2 separate regions of the Zea mays genome follow, and region 1 is linked to region 2. A link is a contact called in public Hi-C data. All regions are on one chromosome and are shown on one strand. Each heading gives the region's core, a stretch centred on a gene start, on an enhancer-like site or on the middle of the called end of the contact. The rest is flanking DNA. Distances are from core to core; before and after follow the strand shown. Region 1 holds the start of LOC100279788. Region 2 holds the start of LOC103629533 (pre-mRNA-processing-splicing factor 8A).

Evidence for each region. A called contact is a pair of places that touch in the nucleus more often than the background predicts.
Region 1: a Hi-C map of ear shows a contact between it and region 2, with 4 times the contacts expected there. The contact joins the promoter of LOC100279788 here to the promoter of LOC103629533 in region 2. A contact is called at or near these places in 4 of 25 Hi-C or Micro-C datasets (bundle sheath, ear, leaf and 1 more).

What each region holds. Positions count from the first base shown.
Region 1 is chr6:90,266,556-90,270,167 of Zm-B73-REFERENCE-NAM-5.0, reverse strand. LOC100279788 reads left to right here and starts at 1,413. Exons shown (of 1, transcript NM_001152746.2): 1 at 1,413-2,765. The coding sequence starts at 1,585. The coding sequence ends at 2,658.
Region 2 is chr6:89,767,068-89,770,731 of Zm-B73-REFERENCE-NAM-5.0, reverse strand. LOC103629533 (pre-mRNA-processing-splicing factor 8A) reads left to right here and starts at 1,591. Exons shown (of 13, transcript XM_008650629.3): 1 at 1,591-2,129; 2 at 3,135-3,258; 3 at 3,353-3,445. The coding sequence starts at 1,834.

The sequences.
Region 1 (3,612 bases), core at 164-2,663, 500 kb before region 2:
GCTCATGGCATTCTTTAATGACTGCCAAAGAGTGGCCACATGTATATGCAACTTGACCATGAGCTTTGTATAGTAGAAGAAATGGTTACAATATGGTTTGAGATGATCATGTGTATTGGTGACCGGTACAGCTTGTGCCACATGATCTAATGTGTACAAACATTGTTCCTATACTATAATAATAAATGTAGATATTGAGTACTCTATTGATAGGGTGCCCGTAAGGGTGTCTCCTGTTCTAGTATATATTATAACCACGTTCTATCCATGCAATTCAAGGATTCTATCTGTTGGTGTCGAAGTGATGTGATGTCATAGTTTTTTTTCCTTTTCTTTTCCGGCGGCTTCTCTCATCCGTTCCAAGTTCCGAGGTTGATTGGCAACAGGAGTAGTGGTCAGGGCTCAGGGGGCGCTCAGATCTCGATCTGGACCTCGTCCACACGTACACGCGTGGCTAGTAGCAATGCAGCCGATGCACATACACACATCACATTTTTGCGACAGAACGCAAGCAGCCAGTCCACCACCCGTCCACGCCTTGCGCGGTCCTGACTGCAGCTACGATGATCTCCAAAACCCGACACCTGAAAGCTTCAACGAATTTCATCCACCCCCATCTCCACCGGCACAAGCGACGACGTTCCACAGAAATCGCCATCGGCCCCGGCCACCATTTTCCCACTTTTTGCCCGGTGCCTCCCCAAGCATTCCTTCGCTTTTTTTTTTTTTTTTTTTTTGCCTTACTCGCACGAGGGACCGAGGACGAGGAGGAGAGAACAAGAGCGCAAAGCTGGTGCTTATCCCAGCCGGCCCGGGTGCCTTGCAGCACGCACCTTTTTTTTCGCGAGAAAACGGCCTTCTAACTGCAGCATCGCCAGGTTCTAAAAGCTGAGTGGAAGTGGAAGCCCAAATGCGTGATGGAAAAAAACGCAGTACCAACCTTGCCCAGAGATCGCAATCTTTGTTCCTTCCTTCTTTTCTCACTTTGATGCCAGACAGAGAATCCGGCTTCCTTGACATGAAAAACACTGCTATGTATGTGGATTCTACATTTTCGTTTTTTTAAGGACTATTTTATTGATACAAAATTTTGTTATTAGGTCTAGAAATGTCGCAAGCTGATATGTATAGTACAAAGGATTTGGATTTGGTTTTGGTTTTGGTTTTGGTTTTGGTTTTGATCGGTGGTACTCAAAAGTCAAGGTTTGGTTTAGTGCGAAACGTCGATAGAAAAAGAACGAGATTTACCTTTGCAGGTGCAGCTCGCAAAAGAAGAGCCACGTATGCCCTGCTGCTTTTGTAGCTTTGGTTTGGTTGCTTGCTGTGGCCGTGTGTTTGTGTCTCCCCCAATTGCATATAAGCATGGGCTCCTCACGCTTCACAAGCCTTTGCTCTTGGCCTTTCCCTCATCGCCTAATGTCTTGGACCCTTGCCCCGCCTCCTGCAAGTTGCAGGCAACCGAGAAGCTACCACTACTAGCTGCTCAGGCTCTGCCCAGCTCAAAAGGCGTTCAGGTTTAGTGCACGAAATGAGCAGCGCGCTGCCCGCGGCAGATCGGGCGACAGGGAGAAGGAGGAGGGAGAGATGTTGCTGCTAGGATTAGCCACGGGCTGCTGCGTCCTCGCCGTCGCCGGGGAAGCCGAGAAGCAGGACGGCGGCGGGGCGTCCTCCGGGGGCGGTCATGGTCTTGGTTCCAAGATTAGCCCCGCCGTGCTGTTCGCCGTGGTGATAGCGGCCGTGGTGCTGTTCGTCTCCTGCCTGCTGCATCTCTTGGTCAGGCTCTTGCTCAGGCGCGGCCGTGCCCGTGCCCGTGCGCGCGCGCCGGCCGAGGCCGGTGCCGGTGCCGGCGGTGGGGCGGACGCGGCGGGCGGCGGCGGGGAGGAGTCCGCGTTGCAGAGGCAGCTGCAGCAGCTGTTCCACCTGCACGACGCCGGGCTGGACCAGGACGTCATCGACGCGCTCCCGGTGTTCCTGTACCGGGAGGTGGTCGGCGCCGGCGCCGGCGCCAAGGAGCCGTTCGACTGCGCGGTCTGCCTGTGCGAGTTCGCCGGCGAGGACCGGCTGCGGCTGCTGCCGCTGTGCGGGCACGCGTTCCACATCGGCTGCATCGACACCTGGCTGCTCTCCAACTCCACGTGCCCGCTGTGCCGGTGCGCGCTCGGCGCCGACGCTGCCGCGCTGTTCGACGAGGAAGGCATGTGGGAGCACGAGGACGCCGTGCTCCCCGTGCGCCTCGGCAAGTTCAAGAACCTGGCCAGGGCGGCGCCTGGCCCCGTGCGCGCCGGCGCCGGCATTGTGACCAGGGAGGCCGGCGAGACGAGCAGCAGCAGCCTGGACGCCAGGCGGTGCTACTCCATGGGCTCCTACCAGTACGTCCTCGCCGAGGCGAGCCTCCAGGTGTCCGTCCACAGGAGGCACGGCGACGGCCATGGCAGGGGCGGGGCGGGGCTCAGAGGCGTCGGCGTGGGCTCCAACCGCGCCGGCGCCACAGAGGGGAAGAGGATCGGCGCGGGCAGCAAAGGCGACAGCTTCTCGGTGTCCAAGATTTGGCAGTGGCCGCGGAACGGCAAGGAGAAGCTTCCCGTGCTCGCGTCCGATGACTCGCCGGCCATGAACGGCAGGCTGCCGTGGCAGAGGCCAAGTCCCGGGGATTCGTGAATCGTGTCGTGACACAAAGAAAGCGTGTGTGGTGGTGCGTGCTCCAAACTTGTATTGAGCTTGTCTGCTCGCCCTTTTAACCGCTGATGATGAATTGGTTCATAGGCATTCGTTGTTTATCTTATCTTACTAGTAATAATAAATCTCATTTGCTTGCTTGCTTGCTTGTGGTGGTGGTGATCCTGGCTTTCTAGGTGCATGAGGAAGATGAAACTTGTGTGTTCAACAGAGCATCCCAATCTGGAATTAGCCATTCCATCATTTGCCATTCGCCAGCGTCTTTGCTGACAATATTATACAGACAAAAATGAACTTGGGGAAGTGATAAGTGTTACTACAAGCCAAGGTTAGTACAGAGACGAAATTGCCCTCGCAAACTCGAGGTACCAATCCGTGCTCCGCGTTATTTTTTGTCTTCTAGGTCACACTCTTAAATTTTATTTCGCGAGGGCACTGTTTCGCACCAGTATTCGTTTTAATGGCGGATTATTGTTTTGACAACAAGTACTGTTGCTCAATGCTCAAGCCATCACAAGGACTTGTGAACAAGAAGGGACCGTACACTTGCAGGCCCTTCTCTGGAAATAGAGGAGGAAGGAAGGAAATTTACAGCACAGGACTCGTTCCAGTTCCAGCCCAACCACTCCATTTTCCCAGAGCCATGGAAGTTAGTAAGCGCCGAAAATTAGGTCACCGTAATGACGAATGAAAGCAGCTTTAATAGGATTGACTGACGCTGCAGCCTGTGCAAGTAGTAATGTGATGTTACAGGAGAGCTTTTTTTTCATGACTGGCTGCCGGCTGGTTTCCGTGAATTGTTCGCGGATTCTGCAGGCGACCTACACCAACAGTAAAAGCTACAGAGATCTGGTTAGGAAACCGGCTGCAGGAACGGGTAAAAAAAATTAAGAAAAAACTTAATCAGACACGTCCAGGGTTTGCTACTTGGACTGT
Region 2 (3,664 bases), core at 342-2,841:
TTGATCTCAAACACCAAAACCTATTGAGCCAAATGGCCTGGGGTCCATTTTCCTTATAGCTGGATTTGCGACGGACTGGTGAAGAAGACGTTGGTGCAGTGGACCCACCTGCCAGCGGCCCAGGGAGAGAAACACACGAGCTCATGGTAGTGCGTTGCGGCGCAGGGTATGGCACACGGGTCCCACCAGACAGCGACTGGTCATGAAGTGAGACCGCGCACGGTGAGGACGTGAGGGGAGGTTGACACACCGACATTTGAGTGTTAGTGCATCTCATTTGGTCATTTTATTGCATATTTTGAAGTATTTTTGATTCACAAGTGATTCAAGTGTTCTTATGTGAAAATCTTGTACATTCATGTAAATTATATGTATACACATGCATACTAACTCTTCATACAGCTAAAATGTCCACACATGAGCAATGATACCTATTTGAAATTCAAAATCAGAAAATGGACAGAGAATCAAAAACTGAGTGCCAGGTCTCGGACCGTCCGAACCTCTAGATCTCATACCATTCGGGCACTGACCGCGGACGGTCCAAGCATCCACCGCGGACCTCCAGTGACATACAAATTATAAAGGACAGATTTAGCGCCACACTCACTTTCTCACCTTGCTTAGACCATCTCTTCCTTTCAAAGTGCTAAAAGCTGTTGTTTGTATATTGAGAAGGGAGATCCGAGGATCGTCTGGACAGTGCAAGTTCATCAAAAAGGATGTCTTCATCACGATATTCTTATCAAAATTGGATTTTCTCTTAGTTTGAATGAATTAGGGTTTCATTTATGTTCTGATTTTGAGCAATTGTTTTCGTGATTTAGTTAGGGATATGTTAGTATTCATGTTGATGATATTACAATTCAAATTTGGTGCAATTTCATTGGGTACTCATTGAACATCGATGGAATCATTGAAACTTTATATGGTAGTAGTATATTTCTTGTGGGAACATGTTTTAAGAGACTTTTAAGGGGTGTTTAGGATTGCTCTAGGTTTCAGCTTCAGTGTAAAGCTGTAGTTTATAACTTAAATTTAAATAGTTTTAAAAATTATTTTTAATCTAAATAATAAAAAATAACGTATCTAAATCTCTACTATATTAAAGCAATAGTTTAAACGACCATTCCGCATCATCCTTCCCGCTTAATAAAAAATAAAGTAAAATTGTGTCAAATGGGGGTTTGATCCTTGGTTGTTGTCTTTATATTCACAACCACCTAACAAATAAAATACACATATTTTTGTGTCATATTAAAACAAAGTAGCATGTCTTGTAACTAACTAGTGTCTTTTAAAGGTTCACAACTTCAGCTTCACGATTTTCTAAAGCTCTTAATAATTCGCTTCACAACGTCACCAAATTTTTTAAAGCTGAAACAGTATGAAACAAAACTATTAGGATGTACCATTTTATTTTATTCCTTACTTCAGAACTCACAGGTCCGTTGTTCTCGCCAAACCACAGTCCCCACACCCATCCCGTCGTTTTTTCTTTCCCTCTCCATTTTTCCCTTCAATCACCCTGGCACTCTAGGATGCTGCTCTTTAAAATGCGACGTGGTCGTGGCAACAACTAAAGTATGTCACTCAGTTTGAAATGTTGTCATCATCCCTTTTCGCACCATACGAGTAGGCTCTAGCCATTGCCGCTAGCCCGCTACCAACGTTCTATTCTGAATTGAGTTAAAAAAAAAACGTTCTATTCTGAAGAGCGGCTTCCATTTTGCCAATTTTCTCATCTCTCGAACACACACCACCTGGCTTGACGACGCTTAAGCCCTAGCGGCAGGTGCCGGAGGCCGCTGCGCCGCGCCCGCCCCGTCGCCGATGTGGAACGGCGTGCCGCCTCCGCCTCCGCCTCCGTTGCAGATGGCGGCGGCCCCTCCTCCCCCTGGCACGACGGTGCCCGGGGCAGGCCAGCCCCCGCCCCCGCCCCCGCCGCCTGCCGGGGCGTCGCAGGGCGGCAAGCCGCTGACACCGATGGAGCTGGAGGCGCAGCTGGTGGAGAAGGCCCGCAAATGGCACCAGCTCAACTCCAAGCGCTACGGCGACAAACGCAAGTTCGGGTTCGTCGAGGCACAGAAGGAGGACATGCCCCCTGAGCACGTCCGCAAAATCACCAGGTAACTTGCGGATCCGCCCCGCCCCTTGACGTTTTACTAAATGCACATGGCTAAGTTCTAGTTTTTTAACGTGTCTTGCTATGGTGGATATGGTTTTCGGTGTTTATGTAGTTGTAGCTTTGAACTGATTGGGTAGGCTGGCCTGTCTCTTGGTGGTATATGTCATACGAGTAGAGAATCTGAAGTTCTTTCTGACTACAGCTGCTAGGGAAGTATCCAAGTTTGGCTTTCACGTGTTTTGATATACTTGGCTATGCACACATTCACCCTTGTGATGTTTTGCGATACATAAGTTGGCTCGAGTCCCAATTTGTATCTATTTGATGGTGTAGGGTCATGGCAGTGATATGGTAGTAGCTTTAGCTGTTTCGAATTGTGACGCAGCGCTAGCTCTTGATCGCCATCTCAGGTTATGGACTTATGGGATCATCTTTCGATTTCGTTGTCACTGCAGACATCCCTAGATGCTTCTTTTGGTGTATCAATTTCTGTTTTTCGTTTATTTATACCTTCTCTTGGAAAATCTGAAGTATTATTTTTTAGTAATTTTCTATGACATAAGTCATTGTTTGGTATTTAATTATCCTTGAGTAAGTTGGAGTTCAGTTTTGACCAATGATTGAAGAAACAACTCTATTAACGAGTTCAGCAGATTTAAGAATGAGATTCTATAGGCAGTTGAAAGGTTATGCACTTCTATTTGTGTGGGATTCTTAAGGTTCCATTTCTTGTTGTCGATATGCTTAGGTTCGGTGTTCATTGCTGTTTCCATCTACTGTTGTGGGATCTGAGTTTCTGGTTCCTTCTGCCTTTAAAGCTGGCGTCCCTAGAGGAGAAACTACAAAATAGATATATAGATATGTATTTAGCTTTCATTTGCAAGCTGGTTGTACCTTCTATCTACATAGATGCATTTGTCATCCATTCGTTTCAATGACACCTATTTTAATTGTAGAGTGTATCCTATTTTTGGTGCACTAAATTTATCATTATTTTATTTAACAGAGACCATGGAGACATGACTTCCAAGAAGTACAGACATGATAAGCGTGTTTATCTTGGAGCACTCAAATTTGTGCCCCACGCTGTGTACAAACTGCTGGAGAACATGCCGATGCCTTGGGAGCAGGTACACATTTATTCATGTCCTTAGATGTATGGTTAAATAGCTTATCCTTTTCTTTTCATGTGGCATTATTTTTTATTGATACACTTGTTTTCAGGTTCGCCATGTGAAAATCTTGTATCATATCACTGGGGCTATCACTTTTGTAAATGAAATCCCATGGGTTGTTGAACCCATATACCTCGCACAGGTAACAATCTACAGACTTTCTCGTATCCTTCTATGTAGAGATGGCAATGGGTACCCGCGACCCGATACCCGATGGGTATTTACTCCATTAGGGTATGTATGTGGGCTAAATATTCTACCCATGGGTCTCTTATTGGGCAAAAATCTTCACCCAATGGGTAAACGGGTATTAGAACGTTCCGCCTTCACCCATACCCGTTAACCTGTGGGTATAAAATAC